Regions from separate parts of the Macaca mulatta genome. Here region 1 is linked to region 2. Evidence: chromatin contacts called from public Hi-C data. All regions are on one chromosome and are shown on one strand. Each heading gives the region's core, a stretch centred on a gene start, on an enhancer-like site or on the middle of the called end of the contact. The rest is flanking DNA. Distances are from core to core; before and after follow the strand shown. Region 1 holds the start of NAA50 (N-alpha-acetyltransferase 50, NatE catalytic subunit). Region 2 holds the start of GRAMD1C (GRAM domain containing 1C).

What was found. A called contact is a pair of places that touch in the nucleus more often than the background predicts.
Region 1: a contact with region 2 is called in a Hi-C map of fetal cortex germinal zone, with 2.2 times the contacts expected there. The contact joins the promoter of NAA50 here to the promoter of GRAMD1C in region 2. A contact is called at or near these places in 2 of 14 Hi-C or Micro-C datasets (fetal cortex germinal zone and liver).

The regions. Positions count from the first base shown.
Region 1 is chr2:169,978,230-169,985,293 of T2T-MMU8v2.0, forward strand. It overlaps NAA50 (N-alpha-acetyltransferase 50, NatE catalytic subunit), which reads left to right and starts at 2,965. Exons shown (of 5, transcript NM_001261371.2): 1 at 2,965-3,171. The coding sequence starts at 3,164. ATP6V1A (ATPase H+ transporting V1 subunit A) reads right to left here and starts at 2,057. Exons shown (of 15, transcript NM_001260658.1): 1 at 2,008-2,057.
Region 2 is chr2:169,885,862-169,892,562 of T2T-MMU8v2.0, forward strand. GRAMD1C (GRAM domain containing 1C) reads right to left here and starts at 4,411. Exons shown (of 19, transcript XM_077993914.1): 1 at 4,284-4,411. The coding sequence starts at 4,310.

The DNA of each region.
Region 1 (7,064 bases), core at 1,715-4,214, 91 kb after region 2:
ATGTAGTCACCAATTCCCACTACTAATCTACATTTCATCAGTGGTCTAAGTTATTGCTTTCACAAGTTCTCTAAAACTGGGGGAATTGTGAAATAAAACTGCAGACTCATCCAACCACTTTCATACTGACATTTTTCCCTCTAGTAGCCAATGCTTCTAGCTGGTTTTCCCTTTCCCATTTTGGTCTCAGCCAGACAGGACTAGTTAGGACTTCCAGACCACATGGAACCTTACTATGGAGAAAATTAATAGATAAAACTACATATATATATCTACAGCAGGCATGGTGATATAAATGTATCAATATATTAGTCTATTGCCCAGTATGCGACTTAAGTACGAAATGTTAAAATGGTAAATCCACAAGAGATAATAGTAATCTTCATTACTTGGGGAAAGCAACATCTTCGAGGTTTTTTCTATTAAGGAGCATCAAAATAAGGCAGGTTATGTATTTTGAACTTACCATAAAAATACTTTGTTAAATTGCTACTACCGTAGAATTTTAACTTTTTGTTCTCCTTAACAAAATAAGACCAGTTTATTGTACAGAATTTGGAAGACACAGAAAAACAAATCAGTCACATCCACCACTCAAAGACGATTCCATCTTCCTCATTTTTCAGCAGTCTTCCTTAATTACCTTGGTTAGAAAACTACAAGATTTAACTGAGCATATAATTTTTCATATTAAGGTGTAATTTAAATTTCAAAAATCAAATTTGTAACATTTGTAAGACCTCCAAATGAAAAGCAGCATGGAATTTTCTGAGTTTGCAGTATAAATAAAAGAGTTTAACCACAAACTGAAAAACATTCTTCCCTAAAGCACATTGTTTGGGGTCAAAACATTGGTAATACATTACAGGAACGGGAGTACTTGGGTTGGACAACACCTATATTTTCAATTGGACAACAATTTCTGTTTTTTCACAAAATACTATTCATCAAAATCTGAAGAGGGCACTGGGAGTTTTACAAATGGGGAAAGCTAAAGAGGGATACAAATGCTACTTAACCTAAATTTACCACAAAGCCGGTCAAGGAATAGATTGGGAGTGTCAATTAAGTTATATTTTAGGGAAAAAATAACAAAAAGGGAAGGATTGAAGGCAGAAAACATGTGCAGACAGCAACATCTCGACTTGATTCTACCTTTCAGCATATGGCCAAATAAATTTGGTTTAACAGTATTTCCGACCCAATCAGTTTCTTATTTTGGTTTCAGGGAACCCTACTCACTTTTCCCTAAACCAGCCTGGGCCTCCTACACACCACGACACCACAACACCATCTTTCAACGCCTCCTCATTCAATCGAGACTGTCGCATTACTAACACCTCCCGTTTTGAAGACAGTACTCCTTCAACTGTCCTCTTCCTCAGAGAAGAAAAAGTAAAAGCCCTTCTTTTACCCTTCCAGTCCCATCCGAAGCACGTGAACATCTCCGGAACCTTCCCTGCAGGTCTGTCAGATAAAACCCTTAGAATTACTGAGAAAGCACCTTCGGAGGGAAGCTTCTCAGTGACTCTGCAGTGAGGGCCGTATCAGTGACAGTCCCTCCCAAGCCTGTCTCACTGGAGACGCCTCTGCCTCCAGGGTTTTTGCTACCTCCCCGCTCCTCAGCCCTGAGCTGAGGGCAAGGACAGTGAGGACCCTGGCCAAAGAACGGGCTTTAAGGAATGGGACCTAATGTCTACTGCAGACCCTGTGAAATGGCTGAAACGATCTGCTACCCGAAGCCCCAAAGGCTCTGAGTAGGGAACCATAATGGCCGCACTCACTTCCAACCCTGGGAAAGGTGGACATCTCAAACCCCAAGGAGCGGGAACGACCACAGTTGGGGGAGCGGGGGTTAAGGAGAAAGGAGCTCCTTGCCGGTGCAGGGTGACAGCGGGGAGGAAGCCTCAGGCAGGGAGGTCGCCGTTCACACTCTCCCTTCTCTCCCCTCTGCCTCCTTCCACCCCCTCTATCCCCACCACTCGCCAGTTACCGGCCGCCGCTCACCTGCTGGGGCGCGAGGTGCAGAGACCGTACCGACCGAGGACCGAGAGGCTCTGTCACCACGGGGGGAAGTCCTCAGCTGCACAGGGTTGGGAGGGGCGGGCCCAACCAGTCACGTGACGTCGAGCTCCGCCCTGCCTCCCCCATCCCGGCGCGCTACATCTCGGGGGGCTTGTATTTTTACGTATCCCTTGAATATTAATCTTCTTGAATTAAAGAAATAAAAGATAAATTTTCACAAGGACTATGTTGTAAAGTACAATGTGGAAAATGTGGACAGCAAGAGTTAGAGCGCATTGCTAAGGAAGTGACGTTCACGCCACGATCGAGGGACAGGAAATGGCGGTGGGGTTCCGTCCCTCTGGAGTTCGCCGGTAAAATTCCAGGCTCTGAGGTTTGGGCCAATCACGTGATCTCAAAACTTGAGGCGTGCTGGAGGGTAGCCAATCTATCCGGCCGATTGTTAACCACGTTTGCTTTAAAACACCTAACTTACTTGAGCTTTACACAGATTTCTTTACATTTGGAAGAACCAGCTTTATAAAACTCTACTAGGAGGCAAGTGCGTTTGAAGGTCACTCTGGAGACCACAAACCGGGAAGAACAGGGCCGAGAAAACCAATCTTGCGGATATGGGATAGAAGAGGGAGGGGTGGAAAAATCTGGATTTTACCGCCAGGGCTTACCGAGCCAGCCCCACAAGCAGTGTCGTAAGGGGGTGGGAAGGAGGAGCATGACGCCAGAAGGCACAGTCCGGGAGAAAGATGGACGTTCCGGAGTGGAGGGGGCAGGGTGCGCGGAGGCTGGCAGTACGACTGCGCGCGAGGCGGCTGACGCGCCGGCGCGCGAGGGGCGGGGTGAAAGGTCACAGCGCGGCAGCGGGTCTGGCTGGCGGCAGCGGCGGGAGGGAGCTGAGAGACCCGAGTGCACGTGTGGAGTAGCGGCAGCACTAGCACGGCGGCGGGAGACACTCCCGCCCCCACCAGACTCAAGCCCTCACTCGACTCTCGCGGCCTTCGTTGCTCGCCCAGCTCCCTGCCCAGGCTAGGAGGCCGGCTTGCGGGGTTGAGTGGCCCGAGCTGAGGGCGCGGAGACCTGAGGGCGGCGACTACGACGGCGTTGATATCGGTGGTAACGACGGCCTCAGCAGGCGGGGAAGATGAAAGGGTGAGGAAGGGCAGCCGGGCAGGGCCCGGCCGGCGGGGTAGAAGGGCCCGGGCCCATGTAGAGGGGGAGAGCTGCGAAGGCGAGGAGAGATTCAGGGCGAAGACCGGCGGAGGGAGATTTCTCGCCTTCTCAGTTTCCTCGGTTCCCGGAGGGGGCGGAGGCGAGGCTTGGGCTGTTGGCGGGCTGAAGGGCCAGCGGAGGCAAGACCCGGTGGCTTCAGGGTTTCGGTTCGGAGGACGATTGTGGGTTGAGTGGAGAGAAGCAGCTGAGTGGGGCAACATGGAAAGGCTATTATGAGGCGCCCGGGGCCTCCTTCCCGGGAGCGGACCTCTGAGCCACGCCGGCCCGCCGCTCCAGGTGGAGTGGTTTGGTTGTCTTCCACCTCCAGACTCCACTCTGGAACTGCGGTGTTTGACACCTTTCAGTTTTATTCACGCTTGGGAGCTGTGCAGAACCTTCTGGAGGAAGAAGAAATTGGAATAAAGAGCACGGGGATGAATATTAAGAGCTAGTGACTCAACTAGATTTGGGTTGGGTCACAGCGAGTGGAGGAGGGGGAGAGAGCGCGATCGCTGTAGACTTGGGGTGCCAACATGTTTAAGGAAGTATAGGGTGGATCAGTAGGTGGAGCTATTGCTTCAGTGGTTCACTATTGCCCCTGAGTGCTGATGCGGTCCTGGGTAGTTTTACCACGCTGCTCCTTTCAGGTGATTGGCAAAGTTAATGTTCGGTCTGTCATCGTTTGCCTCTTAGGTAAAATCAGGAATTATTTTGGACCGACTGTTTAAATTTTTATGAAATGTCTCCTTACCATTAAGTTGTATAGTTTTAATATATTAATTACATAACATTTTTCCGAAGCATTGCATCAGTAAGCCGTTTTGGAACTTGTCTTTACCCTCAAAGAAATGAAGCTCGTAAACGTGAAAAGCTCTCTGCGATGCCGTAGTTTGTTGTTTCTGTAAATCGATTAAGAAATCGTAACTATGTTTTAAGTTAACGAAGTCATTCCAACTATTCAACAGCCCTTTTGAGGATGAAATAAAAGTCACTTTCATCGTAATCTCATACATCCCCAAACAAGGACCTAAATAATATCTCTCTGTATCGGTGTTTGAGGTTCCTGAAGAGATTCAAAGAAAGTTTAATTTGGTCTTAGGTCTGTAACATGTTTCCTTACTCTTAATTTTCCTTTAAATACTGTATATTTATTCTAATGTTGAGTTGTATGTTTTGTATTAAGAATCTTTAAAGTTTAAGAACCGTGAACTATTCACAATACCTGCATTGTTTCACATCAAGTTCTAAAGAGTTCCAGTTGGGGAAATAAAATTGACGGGTATAAGAAGTATTTGCCCCACTGGAATCATGATCTGGGAAGTTCGGCTATTTCAGATGACAATCCAACATATTTGGAGAATGTTGTTTTTCTGCTATACTGCACTTCTTTTTCTTCTCTTCTTTTTTTTTTTTTTTTAAATGAGACAGGGTCTCGCTCTGTTGCCCAGGCCGGAGTGCAGTGGCACGACCTCGGTCCACTGCAACCTCTGCCTCCCAAGCTCAAGCAGTCCCCGCTCCTTAGCCTCCCGAGTTGTTGGGACCACAGGCGCGTGCCACCACGCCTGGCTAATTTTTGAATATTTTGTAGAGACGGGGGTCTGACTGTGTTGGCCAGGCTGGTCTCAAACTCCTGCTCAAGTGATCCACCTACGTCTGCCTCCCAAAGTGCTGGGATTACAGGCGTGAGCCACCAAGGGTGGTATATACTGCACTTCTTGAGCATAGCTGCTGACTCTTACTCATTTTTGTACTCATTGTCAGGCACTCAATACTTATTTGTCATGTTCTGTTAAGAAAAACGAGGCTGAAGAGTTCCCAGTGTTGAAATTGCCATGGATTTACAAAGGGGGCTGCCAGGAAATTATTCTGTATGTTTCGATCCAAAATCTTCAATCTAGTTCAGACTCTATAGGGTGTGATGTTCTTTCTGATACCTAACTTGGCGATAGAAATGGAGCTGAACAGTCATATTATTCACAATCTACCTTTAATTAGTATATTCATGGAGCAATTATCTCTGTTTAAAATGGATATTTACATGTAACCTGATGAAGGCAGATCCCTAGAAATGGGTAACTGGCCGAATTTAGAGGAAACTTAAAATTATTGAATCTGTACCTTTATGCCAGTAACTATGCCTGTGAAGTTCTTAATACTTCTTATGATTGGGAGCTTAGAATTTTATTCTTTACTGTAAACCTTTAAGATGATTTCACAGGAATAATCCCTTTAACTTAACAAATGAACTCTCAGGTGAGATGAAACTTTTTAATTTTTTTTACTTCTAAGTCTGTATTTAAGACACTCAACAAATGAGTTGTGTGAACCTTGTGTTTGGATACCGAACCTACAACAGTATAGGTTTAAAATAAGTTAAGCGCCTTCAGTTCCAAAACTTGTACCACCGTGCACAGTGTGGTCAGTTTTATAGTCCTGACTCTTAATGTGGAATGACCTGTAAAAATGAAACAGTGGTCCTGATTGTGTGGCTTTTGTATGGAATTTTATTTGCTAAGTGTTCTGTTGTATATTGAGCTAAGTAAACAGTAAATTGAAATATCTAAAATTGGAAACTGCAGAAGTCCCAACACAAAACCAGTTAAATATTTAAAATTGTACACTGTTGCCTATATTGCCTATCATATTGAAACTTAAAACGTACCTGGTTTTTCTTCATATTTTTACTATGAGTATTTTTATTAGTAGTAGCAGTAGGACTTTCCATTGTATTGGCATGTCTTTCCTCCATAGAAGATAAATTTCTGGTTATTAACTACTGTATGTAATTTATATGCACATCTAGAAGTTTGAGATATACTGGGAGATGTTACTTCCTTTTGAGGTTGGCTGTTTTTGTGAACCAGGGACATTGTAGTTTGAATTTGTGGGTGGCATTTTTATCTCCTCTTTTCTAGGGAAGGTGATTTCAAGCAAGAAGGTATGCCACAGATAACCATGAATGAGGTGGCAATCTAATTAGGCAGTGTAATGGAAAGTATAATAAAACCAAATCATTTAGCCTTCAATTGTAGTAAAGAGATGCAAATTAGTCCTAATAAAAAATGTCTTTAACAAAATATGAGTACGTGACTAAGATGGGAAAGTAGGTAGCAGTAATATAAATATGGAACAGTGCAGATTACTAATTGGAATAGTAAAGGGAGCCATTTTACCAAATAAAATTAAAATGTAGGATTCTGCAGTCAGAAACAAAACTTTAAGAACTCAGAACAGTGGTTACCTCTGACAGCATATGGACTGGGAAGAGGCAGAAGGAATATTTCTAGCATCTCAGCATAGTGAGACCTCGTCTCTACAAACAATAAATCAGGCAGGAGAATCGCCTGAACCTGGGAGGTGGAGGTTGTAGTGAGCTAAGATCACGCCACTGCATTCCTGCCTGGGCAACAGAACAAGACTGTCTTAAAAAAAAAAAAAAAAAAAAATCAGCCAGGCATGGTGGTGCAAGTCTGTAGTTCCAGCTACTTGGGAGGCTGAGGCAGGAGGATCACTTGAGCCCAGCAGTTCAAGGCTGCAGAGAGCCATGATCTTGTCACAACATTTCAGCCTGGGCAACAGAGCGAAACCTAGTCTTGAAAAAAAAAACGAAAAACTTTTTTTAAAGGTTGTATTGCTGTTTTGTTTTTCAGCAAAACCAAAAGCTAGTCAGGCTGATGTAGCATTTGACACCTTTTGTAAACCTACAGTTTATACTCGTTCCTTCTGTGAAACAAATAATTTGTGGTTTGTTGATTGAGATAGTGAATTTTAACAAAAACTTTGTAATGTGCCCTTGTGTTGAGATGAATTCATATAAAATATAACCTGCTTAC
Region 2 (6,701 bases), core at 3,161-5,660:
AAAAAAAAAAACAGCGTATGGTGAACCAGGATCCTTAAATACCTCTGCTGCTGCTGCTGCTGCTCCACATAAGCTTGAGGTTCTTTTCTTTTCTTTTCTTTTCTTTCCTTTTTGAGACAGAGTCTCACTCTGTCGCCCAGGCTCCAGTGTAGTGACACGATCTCGGCTCACTGCAACCTCTACCTCCCAGGTTCAAGCGATTTTCCTGCCTCAGCCTCCCGAGTAGCTGGGATTACAAGCATGTACCACCTCACCCGGCTAATTTTTATATTTTTAGTAGAGATGGGGTTTCACCACGTTGGCCAGGCTGGTCACAAACTCCTGATGTCACGTGATCAGCCCGCCTCAGCCTCCCAAAGTGCTAGGATTACAGGCATGAGCCACTGCACCTGGCCAAACTTGAGGTTCTTAAACCCTATAAATAACCATTGCCATGGGGGAAGCCCCTAACCATGATGCTACTGATTTGAGGCTCTCTGGAGAAAGAAATTCGTAAACATGAGAGGGTAGAGAGGACCTCCTCCACCTGAAGTATATCCAGCAACCTCCAGAAAGAGAGGGAGAAACCAACAAACCTGGATAGAAGGGAAGGAAACATACAACAGCAAAAAAATAAAACAAAAAAAACTGAAACTGAAGTCCATAAATTGATCTAATAAAACATACAGAATTTATTAAAATAATTTATATAATAAAAGATAAAAGACTGGCTTTTGTGCCTCTACAACATAGGTTCTAAGTTAACTTCAACATCTGCTAAAATGCAGCAAATGGCAAATCTTCATGGCTTTAATCAATATTGGGTCTCAAATTACAGTTATAACTGGAGATCCCACTAAATTTAAACAAGGTATCCCCTACAATCTTAGGAGTTATTCAACAAAAAATAGACAACAAATAGGTATGCCTCATTTTAACCATCCGAACTATTCCTTTGCCTAAATACTCCACTGATCGTGGTATACATTGCTCTAAAATATCCTATTGTGGCCACGGACACTCTGTCCCAATTAGTAATAAACTAAATTTAAATCAAGTCTTTAGAGCTTACAAATTGACTTTCAACGAAGTGGGACCACAGGCTGGGTATGTTGGCTCACACGTATAATCCCAACACTTTGGTAGACTGAGGCAGGGGGATCACTTGAGGCCAAGAGCATGGAGAACAAGCTGGGCAATATAGCAAGGACCCCCCTCTACAAAATGTTTAAAGATTAGTCTGGCATAGCGGCACACACATGTAGTCCTAGCTACTTGGGAGGCTGAGGTGGGAGGATTGCCTGAGTCCAAGAGCTGGAGATCACAGTAAGTTGTGATTGAACCATTTTACTCCAGCCCAGGTGACAGAGCAAGACTCTGTCTCAAAACAAACAAAACAGTGAGACCCTGTGGACCGCCACTCTCAATGCCCAGTTAAAATTATACAATCCAATATAAAACAAAACAGGGCCTTCAAAGACTGAAACTTGTTATGTAAGACCTACTTCGGCCGGGCACGGTGGCTCACACCTGTTATCCCAGCACTTTGGGAGGCCAAGCCGGGCGGATCACAAGGTCAGGAGTTCGAGACCAGCCTGACCAACATGGTTAAACCCCCATCTCTACTAAAAAAAAAATACAAAAATTAGCCGGGCGTGGTGGTACGTGCCTGTAATCTCAGCTACTTGGGAGGTTGAGGCAGGAGAATTGCTTGAACCCAGGTGGTGGAGGTTGCAGTGAGGGGAGACCATGCCACTACACTCCAGCCTGGGCAACAGTGCGAGACTCCATCTCACCAAAAAAAAAAAAAAAAAAAAAAGAAAGAAAAAAAAAACCACCTACTTCGTGAGAAAGTAACTATTCCTACTGCTTCTCCATTTAACAGCCCAATTTGGCCTGTTAAACTTGGTAAGAATGAATGGTGCCTCATGGTTCATTACCACATCCTCCATGATGTCATTTTACCCAGGAAGGCCCCTATACCCAATATTATTGAAATTACTGACTATTCAGTCCACAACTAGTAAATATTTTGCTGTGATAGATTTGGCTAATATGTTCTGTTCAGTGTCTCTTTCAACACCTCCTCAGCCATAGTTGGTCTTCACCTCCAGAGAGACACAATATCTCTTTAGCTGGCTAACCACAGAGTACACAGTCTTGCCCTCATACGCAACCTTTACAGGAAAAATCTTAATTGCACCAAATTTTCCCCAGGAGCACAAGTATAACATTCCATTGATGACATCCTCCTCTGAGGACAGTCTTTTGACACACTCACAAAGGAGCTCACAAAAGGAGGATGGGCCATTGCGCCACACATAGTGTAAGGCCTACCACCTTGGTTAAATTTCTGAAAATTATTTGGTCTCTGTCACCCAGGCTGGAGTGCAATGGCACAAACAGGGGTTACTGCAGTCTCAACCTCCTGTGCTCAAGTGATCTTCCTATCTCAGCCTCCCAAATGGCTAGGACTACAGGTGCCACACAACCATGCCTGGTTAATTTTTCTTTTTCTTTTTTTTTTTTTTGTAGATACAGGGTCTTGCTATGTTGCCCAGGCTAGTCTCAAATTCCTGTCCTCAAGAGATACTTCTTTCTTCCTTGACCTCCCAAAGTGCTAGAAGTACAGGCATGAGCCACTGCACTGGGCCACAATGGCTTACTTAAAGTCAAATTCAAATTCAGATGGTTCATGTCAGTCATCAAACATCAAGGGTAAATTATTACCAGTCTCAGTCTACTTTGTTTGCCTCACCCCTCCCTCCTCCTCTTCTGTACCTCATCTGGGTAAGTGATAAGAAAGCCTGGGTGCTCCTTCCTTCATCTTGGGTGAGAAATTCAAGCAATCCCCTGTCTGCATACTGGACCTCTCACCCTGGCCCCACTCCCTAACCCTAACCAGAAAAAAAGACATGGAGCCAGTTTTTTCCTGAGGCTCTCTGAAGCCATTTGGGTGCTGCTTGAGAGGCCTGCCTTGCTCTCCCCAGAGACCTTAATTATGTAAGTAAAAGATTTTTTCAGGGCCGGGAGCGGTGGTGGCTCAAGCCTGTAATCCCAGCACTTTGGGAGGCCGAGGCGGACGGTTCACGAGGTCAGGAGATCGAGACCATCCTGGCTAACACGGTGAAACCCCGTCTCTACTAAAAACACAAAAAATTAGCCAGGCGTGGTGGCGGGCGCCTGTAGTCCCAGCTACTGGGGAGGCTGAGGCAGGAGAATGGCGTGAACCCGGGAGGCAGAGCTTGCAGTGAGCCGAGATGGCACCACTGCACTCCAGCCTCATGGTGTGTGTGTGGCATCATCAGTTTCTACACCTGAATCAACTTTGGGGTGGGGGTCCATTCTGGCTTTCTGGGGTGGCTACAATAGATTCCTGTCTCTCTGCCTTATTACCCGTGTGGTCCTTAGCAAAGTCAATCTCTGTACGTCTGTTCCTTAACTCTACAATAGAGGAAATAATTTTATCTCTAGTCTAGACAATAAGCTTATTGAGAGCAGGGATCATGTCTATGTTAATCACCATCTAATCCCGAACACCCAGTGCCAGGGACATAATTGAATCAGTGACTGATTGGGTTCATGAATATCCAGCTTGACTATTTCATAGTAATGTTTTTCAAATCAAGTGAAGTAACACACTCATTCACTTGTTCATTCAACAATTATTTGTGTACCTCCACCAATCTGTAAACCACAATGCTTTTCAAAAGATATAGCACTGACCGCAGTTCTCGAAAAGTAAAATATATACACACAAACCAATGTAGCAGGAGGTGTTCAGAATCGCAGGCGCCCCTCCAATAAAAGCGGGGTTTCATCCTGAATATTAATAAGAACGCTTTTGTCAAGTAAGGTAGTAAACAAATGACAAAACTAGACTAGTTGAAATCAAAACTTGGCTGACAGCACAGTGATTTAAACTATCCGGACGCTTGTAACAGGGCTGAGAATGAAAAGAAGGGGACGAGGCTGGAAAAACGTGACACTGGGTCAGAATCACGACCATGGGGCCTGACCCAAGGGGCCTGGGACTGAGACATCCGCACCAGGACATTTCGGGATCAAATTCAAGCCCTCAAAGCCCACAGGGAAGCAGATGTCCCCACCACCGCCCGTAGGGAAAGCGCTCGCAGAGGCACTGGAAACCGTTTCCTGCGTAACAACTTTCCACATTACTCCCAAGAGCACGAAGGAAAGGGAAGGGAGGAATTAACTGTAATCTGAGAAGGTTCAAGCAATCCCCGTGAGAAAAAGTCGGGTAAAGCCACCGATGGGAACCTACCCCAGCGAGGCCCGCTTACCTGGCGGACAGTAGGAGCGCCCTCCATCGCGGCTCCCTGCGCCGCCGCGGCACCGCCCCGCGCCCACCTCCAGCGCGAGCTGCGAGCTACGGACTCCGCGCGCCTTCTCCGCCGGCCCTCCGAGTACTTCCAGCCGCAGCTCCTTGCGCCCTCCGGCGGCCGTGAAGGACTCCTGACGAGGGTGTTACTGGGTTAGCCTGGAGGCTTGTCTTTCTAGGGGTCACAAGGAGCCTTACCTATTCCCAACCACAAACTCCTGTGCCTCCCAGGAAATGGCGTACCCTGCCCCGATGTAGGAAAACGTGAATTGCTCGGGAAACTTTTTTTTTTTTTTTGAGACGGAGTTTCTCTCTTGTTGCTCAGGCTGGATGGAGTGCCAAGGCTAACTGCAACCTCCGCCTCCCAGTTCAAGCGATTCCCCTGCCTCAGCCTCCCGAGTAGCTGTGATTACAGGCGCCTGCTACCACGGCCGGCTAATTTTTATATTTTTAGTAGAGACGAGGTTTCACCATGTCGGTCAGGCTGGTCTCGAACTCCCTACCTTAGGCAATCCGCTCGCCTCGGCCTCCCAAAGTGCTGGGATTACAGGCGTGAGCCACCGTGCCAGGCCAGGAAACTCTTGGTCCTTCCAATAAAGGATTGAAATTACTGATTAACTGCTGTAAGTATTGCAGATTCTTGGTTCTGTAAACTAAAAATAAAATGCTAAGACTCCCTACAGCCATCTAAATGGACCTCTCCTCTTGGCCAAGAGCATTCCAGATTTAACCTGAAAATCTAGTTCAGGCCATGATAAAAGAGGGGATTGGACGTGCCTTATTAACATCAACACAGACCTTAAGTCTGATAAGAAATATTTATCATCTATTCCCTCGGAAGCCTGCTACTTGGAGGCTGCATCTGCGTGATAAAACCTTGGTCTCTACAACCCCTTATTGTAACCCAGACATTCCTTTCTACTGTTCCTAACTTTTTTTTTTCTTTTGAGACAGGTTCTGGTTCTGTTATCTCAGCTGGAGTGCGGTGGTGCAATCTCTGCTCACTGCAACCTCCACCTCCCAGAGTCAACCAATCCTCACACCTCAGCCTCTCGAGTAGCTGGGACTACTGGCGCGTGCCACCATGCTTAACTACTTGTTTGTTTGTTTGTTGAGATAGGTTTTCGCCATGTTGCCCAGACTGGTCTTGAACTCCTGGACTCAAGCAGTCTGCCCGCTTCGGCCTCCCAAAGTGCTGGGATTACACGTGCGAGCAACAGCTCCCGGTCAATAATAACTCTTTCAACCAATTGCAAATCAGAAAAATTGTAAATGTACCAATGACCTGAAAGCCCCCCCTTCTCCCCCTTGGAGTTGTCTCCCCTTCCAGATTGAAACAATGTAAATCTTACATGTGTTGATTGATGTATTAGGTCTGCCCAAAATATATAAAAGCAAGCTGTACCCCAACCACCTTGGGCACATGTCACTGGGACTTCCTGAGACTGTGTCACAGGTGTGTCCTTAACCTTGGCAAAATAAATTTTCTACATTAACTGAGACCTGTCTCAGATATTTGGGGTTCAGAGTTCTCAACCAAACAGCTATAAAAAAGACATTCTAGGCCAGGCACAGTGGTTCACTCCTGTAATTCCAGCACTTTGGGAGACTAAGGTGGGAGGGTTGCTTGTGTCCAGGAGTTCAAGACCAGCCTGGCAACATAGCGGGGCCCCATCTCCAGAAAAGAGAAAAAGAGAAAGAAAGAAAGAGAGAGCGAGAGAAGAAAGAATGAGAGAGAGAGAGAGAGAGAGAGAGAGAGTGCGTGGTGGCTCATGCCTGTAATCCCAGCACTTTGGGAGGCTGAGATGGTAGGATCACCTGAGGTCAGGAGTTTTAGACCAGCCTGACCAACATAGTGAAACTCTGTCTCTACTAAAAATACAAAAAGTAGTCGGGCGTGGTGGTGAGCACCTGTAATCCCAGATACTTGGGAGGCTAAGGCAGGAGAATCGCTTGAACCTGGGAAGTGGAGGTTGCAGGGAGCCGAGATTGGGCCATTGTACTCCAGCCTGGGAACAAGAGTGAAACTCCGTCTCAAATAATAGTAATAAATAATAATAATAATTTGTGACTATGTTGCAGGGTGTCTTTATTATTAGAAAACTCACACTAAAATATTTAGGAGTTCCCTGTTATCCATGGGGATGTAAAAAAAAAAATTTAAGTATGTAGGAGTGAAGTATCCCCATGTCTGCAGCTTGCTTCCAAATGCTTCCATGAAGATGAATACACAGAGAAAACAAAATAGCAAAATGTTTATTACTGGACCTAAGTGGAGGGTATACTACTATTCAGTTATTCTTTTACTGTTTACATATATTTAAAAATCATAATGTAAAGTTGAAGAGATGGAAAAGAGTTGAATCTAGTTCCACAAAAT